Linked DNA regions of Hordeum vulgare: region 1 is linked to region 2. A link is a contact called in public Hi-C data. All regions are on one chromosome and are shown on one strand. Each heading gives the region's core, a stretch centred on a gene start, on an enhancer-like site or on the middle of the called end of the contact. The rest is flanking DNA. Distances are from core to core; before and after follow the strand shown.

Region 1 (5,750 bases), core at 738-3,237, 170 kb after region 2:
CAGATGCCACTTCAAACGTGGAACCGTAGTTAAAAAGGCACGCCTAGGCGATAGCAAAGCTCCTACTGCTTAATTGCGCTTCATATGCACATAACTGCGCTTAAGCATGCACTTTGGTCAGAAAAGCGCAAGGTGGTGGCAAACCTATCGGTTTTTTTACTTTGTGTGGAACCATGTATGCACGACTCCCATTGCCTCCTCCGACCTGTATTCAGGTCTGCTTCATCTGCTCGGTCTGGTACAACTGCAAATTAAGATGAGTGCTTCTGTTTTACTCAGATATTGGTCTCTGTTTTGTTCCTGGAGACTGACCCCAAGGCGTGGACAGTAGATCATGTACTCACCGTAGCTGAGTGTTCAGATGTCATTTGGGGTTTCAATGCTGGACTGGATTCAGGTGGTCGAGTGTGTTGCTGTTAGTGTGGTGTAACTGGAAGTAACCAGCGGCAAAAGGAAGAGGAGATTCAGATTTTGGTGTTATCTACAAATACACTACCTAAAAAATACATAATGTTACCATTTCGCTCAACCTTCGTCTGCCTCCGTACCATGCTTAGCACGCAAAGAAAACCAGGGGAAATCCGGCCCGCTACACCCATGCACGCACATCCATCCTCCCCTCTATTTCCGCTATACAGTGGGTTTATTTCTTCAAGGTTAATCAAGTCTTTGTTTTTTAGAGAAAGACAGATGGGTTAGCGGAAGAGGTGGAATTATTTTAATGGTAAATCGAATCGACAATACCACCTAATGTACATGAGTATTCTATAAAGTTATAGGTTAAACAGGATTGATGTTAAACCATTAGAATGTGTATGCCCCCATTGCACCGCACGGGCAATTAGCTAGTTTAACTGAAACACAAGATTTGGGTGGTACCAATGATAACTACCCAGTTTTTTCATCAGTAATACTCCCCCTTTCTTATGTTTAATATTCACAGGGTTTTACTTAAACGGCATACTATGAACATTTACTCACGAGAGCTACCACTAATCAAGAATTGTTGCATGACTTAATGAGAAAAGAAGAAGCCTCTAACATTAGAAAAAAAGTGGAGTGAAGAGACTATCTATATGTGCCCTTCAACAGACAAAGTGAACGCTTCACTAATTACCCCAACAAAACTTGGTCAACGGATCAAAAAGACCGCATGTAAAGCATAGGATGGATGCACAACTCAAAGCCACGAGTGAAAAAGGTTCGAGAGCGCGTGACCTGGGCCCTGATGAATCGGTCCATATCAGCATCTAACCGCTGGACCTCACGGGAGATGTCGTCGTCCAGCATCGGCAACAGGAGCAGCGGCGAATCGCCCGAGGAGTTCCCAGCGCCAGCGCCGCCGCCGCCATGGCGCCGGTCCTCCAGAGAGAGCGCCAGGCCCGTCGACACCGCCGAGCCCGTCTGCAGGAAATCGATGGAAGACATCTGCGAGTTCTCGCCCAGCAGCTCCTGCTCCCTCGGCTGCCTCCACCCCATACCCGCCGCAGCCGTCAGCCCAGCCGCGTCCACTACCACACAGAACACAGCAAAATCAAACCCCTCAAAAATAAGCGCCAATTGAAGCGGAATTTTTGAAAGACGAAGGGGGAGATTCGCGGGGAAAGGCTTACGCTGTGGCTGCCCCGCCTGGTCCGGGAAAGCGGGCGGCGCGTTGAAGAAGGCGAGAGGCGCCGGGATCTGTCCATCGACCGGCACCGGCAGCGCGTTCCTGCCGAAATTTCACGGGCATTAGGAAGGGGATTTTAAGCGCGGCCCTTACCGCAGGAAAACATACGGAGAAATGGCACGGAACCGGAATTGAGACGGCGCACCTGAAGGAGAGAGGCGCCGGCTGCTGCTGCTGCGGTGGCGGCGGCGCCGCGGGGTGGGGCTGCTGGAGGTGGTGGTGGGAGAAGAAGGCCATGGCGAGAGGAAGGTGCGCGAGAGGGGAAAGGGGCAGGTCGCCTCGTCGGAAAGGGAGGAGAGAGAAGGCGGAATGGGGCTCTGTACTGAGTGCTGGCAAATAGTGTGATTTGGGTTTAATTGAAGTAGATGTGCGGTTGACATGTGGGGCCATGCACCTTGAGACCCACAAGTCAGTTGGATATTTCTGGATTCCCCGTGCTTCATTAGATTTTGAGATGGATTTTGTTCTGAAACCCTTCACGTTGCTCCTAAATCTACTACTCTCCCTTAGTATATATACACACACAAGTTAGAGCATCTACAACCGGACTTGATAAACCGGCTTTCTACATGCCTGCGGACGTGTCCGTGTACAGCACCCACCGGTCCCTTGTATGTTGCATCGTACCTCTAATGTCAATTCTTATATCTATGCAATTCATGCACGGTAATCATCTAATCTCTGAATCCAACAGTTTGAAACAAAGCAAATCAAACCATGGTTCAACAAATTGAACATGCTAAAATAAAATCAATGTACGAGCGAGAAGGGGATCAGTGACCGGACGTGGCCATCCATGCCGTGTGCTCCTCTAGCTTTCCCTGCTTCGCTTGGACAGCTAACTTCGTCTGCATCTGGGTTGCTTGCTCTGCCTGCATCCTGGTCGCATGATCCGCTGTCGCAGCCGCCCTTGCTGCCTCCTGCGTCATATGGTCGTTGATCTCTTTCTTATCTGCGAGCCACTTCTTTGCATGCTCATCCAAGAGGATTTCGTCCGTCAACATGATCTTCACATCAACTGTGTCCTGTGCGAGTTGCAATCTCTCCTTCTCGAGCTCAATCTCTTCAAATGTCTTGGCCTTCTCGAGTTTCCATTTGATCGTCGCCGCTTGCTTCTCCAACTCGATCTTCTCCCTCTCAATTTCCAGTCTCTGCTACGCCCTCATCTGGACCCACTTCATCCTCTCTTTTTTGCATATCCAACATGAGTTTGTACATCTTCTTTTTCTTATTCTCCCTTACCGAAAGAATGCACGTCCATGAGGACGACATTCTTATAGCAGCAGTGTCACAGGAGATCATTGCCTTCTCCTACTTGTTTCACATGAGTTGTCGGCTATCATTTGTCATGATAACTCTTCCATTCGTCACGAAAACATCGTCCTCTTCATCGTCCAACCCAATGGATTGGTGGAAACTTGAGCCAGCATTCCTCTTTCTTGTCAGCCTTGAGATCGGCCACAACACAAGTTGTGTCCACTTTGGCTTGCTATTCAATATGATCCAACGATGGCTAAAAGCAAATGGCTTCTTCTCCAGCTCATGATACATAGTGGCCACCACGACCGTCTAGCAAACGACATATGTATGGGCACAAGAATGCAAAGAAAAGAAGCATATTCAAATGACAACAAGATGAGGCAATTGAGCTTACTTGAGTTGCCACTCTCATCCCACTTTGTGGGTGTTTGGTCACTGTAGTAGCCAACGTACTTGTTCACTTACCCTTGAATGATCCCACATCAATATTGGAGAGATGTGATATTGCGGGTGGTCACGGTAGGATGTGACTCCACATAATCCTTTTGTTCACGATACTCCTTCCAAATATTCTCCCATTATGTGTTCCCCTTTTGCTCGGTGTCGCGTATTGGATCTGTTGTTATGGCTAACCAAGATTTGACCAATAAGATGTTCTCAAATCTTGAGAAAGCCAAACCTCTTGCCTTCGTTGTCTTCCTTTTCTTTTTCTTCTTCTTCTTCTTCATCGAATTGGGATCGGATGTTGACCCAACTTCAAATGTGGTGGTGGCCTCCAATTCATACTCCATTTCGGTCGGATCTTCATTGTCATTGATCATGCTTGACAAGTATGCCTCCTAGATGATCATGGTCTGCAAGCAATCATCATATGAGAACTAGTGGTCTATGCAAAACATTGAACATTTGATCGGACACGAGCAAACAAAACATACCCGGTCTTGTTCTGACATTCCGTCAAACATGTCGAGTGCAACCCAAGCGTCGCTGGTGCTAGTGCTTATCCGCTCCCGAACAAGCCGCGACGAGTCACGTTCGTTGACCGCTGACATTTGTGTGTGTGGAAAGCTATCTGGTATGGCCGAGCTGGATTCGAATCTACCTCGATCCCAAGGGTGTCAGACGTCGTAATCTGTGACGGCGCTTGGATGGATGGGGTGCGGGGTGCCGGGCATGGTGGGGGAGATAACTCCTCGAGCATGTACGCACCTTCCTGCGACACCGATGCTGCCTCCCTCTCCTGCTGTCGGCGATGTCGCATATTTTGGGTGACGTTCTCCACCTTGCAATACGTAGCGGAGGAAGCGACGCCGACTAACGAGGCGGACAACGTCTTTGTCGTGGCGTGATACGTCCAAAATGCATCACTATTTTTGTATCATAATTTGTCTCTATTCATTGATATATTACACATTATGATGTTGTTCTTATAGTGTTTTGGCTTATTTTACACATTTACAACTTTTCGGTGCCGAAACAGCAGACGCGGGATTCAGCGAAGAAAATAGCATGAAGAGTTGCCAAATTAGAAAATCTCCAGTTGAGCTGAAATTTACGGGGAAGGAATTTCCGAACAGATCACGAAGACAGGCCGAAGAAGGGCCGGAGGGGGGCCACCAGGCACCCAGGCGACCTCGTGGCACGGGTCACCCCTAGGCCGCGCCCAGAGGCCACCTAGGTGGTGGGTCCCGCCTCCGGTGCTCTCCTTTCGCCTATATGACCCTCATGACCTAAAAGTTACGGGGACAAAAGTTTTTCCGGAGATCCGCCGCCGCTTTGGGCCAGAAACCTACACAGAAGAAAAGACCTATCCGGCGGGCAGATTCCGCCGGGGAGAACTCCTCCCGGAAGGGGAGATCGTCCTCATCGTCATCACCATCATCACGGGCATCATCGAGATCATCATCACCATCACCCTCAACACCAACACCATCTCCATCTTCACCTCATCTCACTTTACCATTGCAATCGGAGTTGTACCTTGCACTATTCATCCCCCTTACTCTACCGGTGTTGATTACTCTTTTTGTAGTGAATGCTATTGAGTATTGTTGGAGAATTATTGTTATGACCATATTGTTCATCATATTTTGATCACCTCTGATCATGATCTCTTTTATGTCTTGTGAGTAGTTACTTTAGTTCTTGAGGACATGGGAGAAGTCTAGTTTATAGTAGTCATATGATGTTGAAGTAATATGTGTTGATTGATATTTAAGTTATGGTGTTATTCTTCTAGTGGTGTTATGTGAGCGTCGACTACATAACACTTCACCTTTTTAAGGGCCTAGGAGAATGCATCGTGTATGAAGAATGCTTATGGTGGGTTGCCGGAGTGACAGAAACCTGAACCCCAGTTCGCATGCTTTTGCACGAGGGAGTGTTGGATCCTAAAGCTTATTGCTATGGTTAGGATTTGCCTTAATTTCTCTCTTGTATTTGCGGATGCTTGCAAGGAGTTTAATCATAAGAGTGTACTTGTCTTAGCCTAGATGGTGCACTAGTTAATATCTACCCACATAACACTTATCAATACAAAACATAGTACTAGACGGAATATGGCGAAATCACTTGACTATCTCTCCTGTATGTCCTCAGGAACGCCTTAGTCTTTATAAGTTTAGTCCCTCGGCTTATCCTTTGTGTTCAAAAGGATTGGGGCACTTGCTGCACCTCAGCAACATTTACTTTCCCTCCATTTATTTCCTTGTTGCTTATACCATAAAAACCATAAAAAGTTACCTTTCAGTACTTGCAGTTATTCCTTGCTCAAGATCGCTTGTCAGTACCTTCTGCTCCTCGTTGGGTTCGACACTCTTAC
Region 2 (5,884 bases), core at 2,242-4,741:
GTCATACAAAACAGAGCGGCCAAGTCGGCGGCCAAGTCGACACATATGAATCGACCGTTGAACGCGCTGTCGACCCATATATAAAACAAGACGAACGCCGGACGGGCGGACGACCCAAACGGACAAAAAACGAACGAGCCAAATCGGCAAAAGCCATTCGGAAATGATTCCGAAATTTGGGTCACTCGTGATGAGTGGACTCACCTGTCATGCAAATGATGTGGAGAAATGATGGGAGCAACCACTGTGACTAAGATTAGAAAAGAAGCTTTTTCTAAAGACCGGCCAAGAAAGGCAGTTGAAAAGAAACAACATTGGATACTGATGTTTCCTTACGCCCCTGCAACCATACCTTAATAAACCTAAAATGCACAAAAATAGCACACCTTAAACCTAAAATGCACAAAAACAGTACGCGGCGCGACCAAAACTGTTTGGTCTGAACAACACCATCCGGCTCAGAAATACTTCAAAAGCCTTGGTGGCATTGATTTGGGATGGTTACAGGAGTGTATTTGGAGTTCACATGCTCTTGCTCCCATACACGGAACGATCACATGCTCTTGCTCCCATACACTTGGAACGAGCAATAGCTAACAGCATAGGGTCGGAACACATTTGGAGAACCCCAAAAAGAGCAGCACCTTAGTTTACAAGAGGGCGGGGCAGGAGAGCTAACTAGGCATCTTCACAGCTACAAAGGGGATACACAGGTTGGTGCTCAAGAACTCGGCGCCGATGCTCGAACAATCAAGCATCAGTTTCCAGCTTCTTAGAATTCAAATTAAAGCACATGCACTTGTCTATAAGAGCCTCCGATTCGTTGCCGTATTCTTTGAACCTGTACTCCTCCAACTTGAAGGCCGATGGAACCTTCCCTTCACTGTAGCAACGGTTACACAAGCTGAAGGAGTGTTTTGTTTCCTTGAACCGTGAACCGATGATAGGATATCTGCATATGGAGCAGGTGTGGCTGCCGTGGCGAACATGATCACTGTCTTCAAGCTTCACCAATGTGGTTAGAATTCCAAATCCCCAATCAGGATCATTGAACATTTCAAGGAACTCTGTGTACGATACCATGGTAGGGTCAGACTCTCCATGCATTTCAAGCATGTCGCTAGCCCCATGTGTGGGTATGTAAACAGCGCGAAGAAGTTTAATGTAACTTAGCGCATCACTCCTCCTGATCTGGCCCCTGCCACCTTCGCTTGCAGGACGCCAAAGGAGTGCATCGAAAACGACACGCTTGCGCCTATCCACTGGACCAGAACAGATTGGAGCAATGATGGCAAAGAACATCCCGAGATCAACGCGGCCAGAGCCAGAAGCATCAAGGACAGAGAGAATTCTTTCATTCATTGCCTTCACTGCACCCTGGAAGGTGTCTGGCTTGAGGAAAGATAGGAGCCTGCGAAGAATAACCTCAAGAGCTGCTTTCCTGATCGACTTCTCTGGGATGCCCGTGCCTGAGTACGATACAGGGACATCAGTCTCATTCATCTCTTTCCTCAGAAGCTCGACATCACAGTGGCCAAGCTTTGTCGTCCTCTCGAAGGCCCTTATATCAAGGGCATTGGCCAAATCCTGACGCAATGTGGTCTTCCTTCCAACCCTCTTGAACTTGGATGCTTCTACAATAACAAATGCTTCCTCTCCTTGAGCATCATGTTTTCCTTTTGAAGGCTTTGGCTTCTTTTTCTGCAGTGTCTTCAGATGTGAGATTGCATCATACACCTCCACCCTTTGTGTCATCTTAAATGCCTCCTTGAGTGCCTTCTTGGCCTCCTCGGACTCTCCTTGCCCAAGCAAAGCAACTGCCTTGTTTAGCTGAGCACGCCAATGGTTTGGCCGGATGCTCAGCACACGAGTATACATCTCAGCAGCCCGCACAAATCGGCCTGCGTCCATGTTCAATCCACCAAGATTGTATAAGGCATCGACATGCCCAGGTTTAAGATCAATTGCTTTCTGGAACTCCTCAACCGCACGGTCATCATCCCCTACTGCATGCAATGCTGAGCCAAGATCGCAGTGCGCATCAGCATAGTCTGGCTTGAGGAAGATGGCCTCCTCCAGTGCCTTCTCGGCTGCACGGTATTCCCCAACACCAAAGAGTGCACTCCCAAGGAGCTTCAGCGCGCGGGCATGAGATGGACACAGTATGGCAGCCTCTCGATAGTGCTCGCAGGCACCAAGTACCATCCCCTCAGCCTCCATTGCAATACCAAGGTTGACATGGATCTGTGGGAGAATGTCCGCGGACTGGGAGTTACCTGCCTCTGCCGCCTCGAGGGCAAGGAGGAACTCCTCCTTGGCCTCGGCGTGGCGGCCCAGAGCGTAGAGGCAGTTACCAGCACGGAAGTGCGGGCGGACGTCAGTGGGCTGCAGCTCGCAGCCACGGCGGAAGCTGGCAAGGGCGTCTCGGAAGAGGCGGTGCTCGCATAGCGCCCGGCCGATGACCATGTGGTTGTCGAAGGCCTCCTCGCGAGAGCGGGAGGCGTCCGCGCGCGTGCGGAGAACAGCGAGCTCCTTGACGAAGGTGAGGTAGTCCCGGCTGGTCTCGTCCCACGGCGCGGCTGCTAAACCCGAATCGGCGGAGCCGGAGATCTCCCTGGACCAGCCGGCCTCAGAGAAGGAGTCGAGATTGCTGCCGCCCCCGCTGGTGTCGATGGAGGAGGTCTTCCGCAGCTGCTTGGAGCGGAGGCGCTTGACGAGTATCTCCAGGTCGTCGAGGAGCGCCCAGGAGGAATCGAACGCAATCCCGTGGCTGGGCGAGGTCGCCCAGGCCGGCGCGGCGACGGCAGCGCGGGAGCTGGAGGAAGGGCCCGTGCCGCCGATGCCGAGCGGCTTGAGGTGGTCGTCGAGCAGCGAGGCGGCTACGGCGGCGCCGGAGGTCGGAGAGGACGAGGCGGCGAGGTCCCCGGGCGCGATCTCCGGGGAGGAGGCGTCGGAGTCGACGGCGGGCAGGGAGAGCGCGAGGAAGTCGCGGTCGACGTCCCCGGCGCCGTCGTCGTAAGTCCGGAGCAGGCCGGTGAGGGACAGTCCCTGGCCCCCCGGGAGGATGAACTCGGCGTAGGTGCGGAAGACCTCGTCGAGGATGGCGGAGATCTGGTCCTCGCTGAACTTAACCCGCGGGTTGACGGCGACAACGAGCTTGGCCATCTCGGCCCGATCGAGCCCGCCGTCCCCGTTGGCGTCGAAGCGCTCGAAGATCCTGCGCACCTTCTCGGCCCGCGCGCCCCTCCCCGCCGACGCCGCCGACGCGGACAGCGCCATCGCGGGCAGCCTTCGCGCGCGCTCGGTGGGGGGGAGGGCAGAGCGGCGATTGACGGCGAATTCGGCGCGCGGGGGGGCGGGGGATTTGAGGGGAGGGGGGCGGGGTGGGACCAGGGTGGAGCGGCGGTTGTGGTGCGGCGTGGTGTGGTGGAGGTGGAAGAAAGGGAGGAGACGATGGTTGGAAGGGGGGAGGTGGCAGCCTGGCTTGTGGCTGGGCTAGCTGGAGGGCTGGATTCTCCCTCGAAATCACATGCTGGATAGGGCGCCCCGCATCCGCCCGCCCCGTCGCTGGGCTCGCTCCGTCCGTCCGGCACTGCTCGGTCAAGATTGCAAGGCTTTGGAGCCGCATGTAGGCGTGGTGGGCGCGCACGTTGAGGCGTTGGAGACCCCGTCACGCTCGGTCGCGCGCTCTCGCTGTCTCGCACCGTTATGTTTTGCAGTTGCGTTGCGGTGGCCTGCTGGTGCTGCTGGCGGGCGGTCCTCGGCCGGTCGTGCTACTGGTACAGCGGTCAGCGGGAGTGAACTGCTTGGTAGGTCCGCCCCACGCAGTTCTTGTCGTTGGGACCGTCAATTAGGATATTATTTTTTAAAAGAATGTACACCACTTCCTCTGAATAATTAGCCGTCTATCGTGACCAGAGAATACAAATAACACGGAGAGCATTCCTAGCTACTCAATCATACTCCCTTCGTTTCTAAATATAACTTTTTTAAAGATTTTATTAAAAAATTACATACGAAATAAAATTTGTGACTTTATACTCTAATGTATGTTTGTATACATCTGTATGTTGTTTTCTAGTAGAAACTTTAAAATGACTTATATTTAAAAACGGAAGAAGTACAATTAACAAACTTGAAAAGATTAAATTATATTCAATGAACAATCTGATCACAAATTCGTAAATCATGGATTTAAAAAAAACACCTCAAAAATTACATCAGATTGATCTAAAAGAAGATCCTTGTATTGAAAAAAAAAGTCATGTAGCTATTATTGTGAACCTGTAGGTCTTAAAGAAACTATTCATACATATCACTAATGGTGTCCTAGATTAAAGGGGTGCTTACCACATTTACCTATCCTCTATGGGCCGGGCTAACGACCCACTAACTATTCAAGGAAGGACTCGGGAATATGTGTCATTCGGCGTTGAAATCACTAATTAAAAAGGACTCTTTTTCAAATATCACTTTACCTTTTTTAGGTTGTGATAAGTTGTGTACTGCATGTTTGCCACTTGTTGTAACATGTGAGTTTTTTCCGTAGATTTATATTTTTAGATATTTTATCTCTTAAATCGTGCGCTTAAATCTTAAATCGTTTTCATCGTTGGGTTCCTCGCATCGAGATTTTCGAAACTAGATCCCATATTGATAAATTTTAACGAACTTTTATTTTCATAAAAAACGGACGAAAAAACCGTGCCTATGACGATAAAAAGGAAAATAGAAAACGTGTTGTGTCGTTTCCGAGAGGCACGACCTTGCCTCTTGCGAAAGCAAAACCGTGTCTCTTTCGAAAAAAATAAAGAAACGCGTTTTTCATTTCCGAGAGGCATGGTCGTGGCTTTCGCGAAAGCAAAACCATGCCTCTCACGGACGAAAAACGTGTCTCTCATAGAAAAAAAACAAAAAATACGTTTTTTTTGTTTCCGAGAGGCACGGTTGTGCCTCTCACGGAAAGAAAAGAAATTGTGTTTTTTCGTTTTTGAGAGGCACGGCCGTGCCTCTCACGAAAGCAAATTCGTGCCTCTCATGATAGAAAAAAATTTGAAAACATGTTTTTTCGTTTTCAGGGGCACGACCATACCTCTCCCGGAAGCAAAACCATGTCTCTTTCGAAAAAAAATAAAGAAACACATTTTTTTCGCTTTCGAGAGGCACGGTCGTGGCTCTCGCGAAAGCAAAACCGTGTCTCTCGAAAAAAACAGAAAACATGTTTTTTTTTCCGAGAGACACAGTCGTGCTTCTCGCGAAAAAAAGCAAAAAATGAGTTTTTTTCGTTTTCGATAGGCACGACCATGCCTCTCGTGAAAGAATAATAGTGCCTCTCGTAGGGGAAAACAAGAAAAACTTTTTTTCGCGCAAAAAAATATATTTTTTTCATCGAAAAGCTAAGAAAGACAAGTGAAAACCAAAACACCAGAAGAAGGGGAAAACCAATCTAAAAAGCCGAAAACACATGCGAATTTTTTAAAAAAAATCCTAAGGGAACATTGAGAGTGTGACACGTGACGACGGTTGAGATCGCACCAAATGGCGGCGCGTGGGAATCGTTGGGAGGCTCCGAATGAGTGCTCCCTAACTAGTTGCTCCCCTTCGGCATACTCAAGGCGGAATCCTCTGAAGACTTGGCATATTATACTTCAACACACGATTGGATAGTTGTCATGTTTACCCTAGCTTCTAAGCGACATATGTAAACCCTAGATACTCCCGGTGCCTATATAAGCCGAGGGTTTTAGCCTTTAGGGATACACACATCTTTAGAGCTTAGAACACAATCATACGATCTCGTGATAGATCATCATGTACTTTTTACCCCATACATAATCAATACAATACAAGCATGACGTAGGGTTTTACCTCTTCAAGAGGGCCC

What was found. A called contact is a pair of places that touch in the nucleus more often than the background predicts.
Region 1: a contact with region 2 is called in a Hi-C map of seedling, with 4 times the contacts expected there. The contact joins the promoter of LOC123449084 here to the promoter of LOC123449083 in region 2. A contact is called at or near these places in 3 of 6 Hi-C or Micro-C datasets (leaf and seedling) and 1 of 1 datasets of contacts at active chromatin or transcription factors (embryo).

Annotation. Positions count from the first base shown.
Region 1 is chr4H:487,673,019-487,678,768 of MorexV3_pseudomolecules_assembly, forward strand. It overlaps LOC123449084 (probable BOI-related E3 ubiquitin-protein ligase 3), which reads right to left and starts at 1,988. Exons shown (of 4, transcript XM_045126169.1): 1 at 1,815-1,988; 2 at 1,614-1,711; 3 at 1,219-1,511. The coding sequence starts at 1,906.
Region 2 is chr4H:487,497,343-487,503,226 of MorexV3_pseudomolecules_assembly, forward strand. It overlaps LOC123449083, which reads right to left and starts at 3,492. Exons shown (of 1, transcript XM_045126168.1): 1 at 466-3,492. The coding sequence starts at 3,279. The coding sequence ends at 751.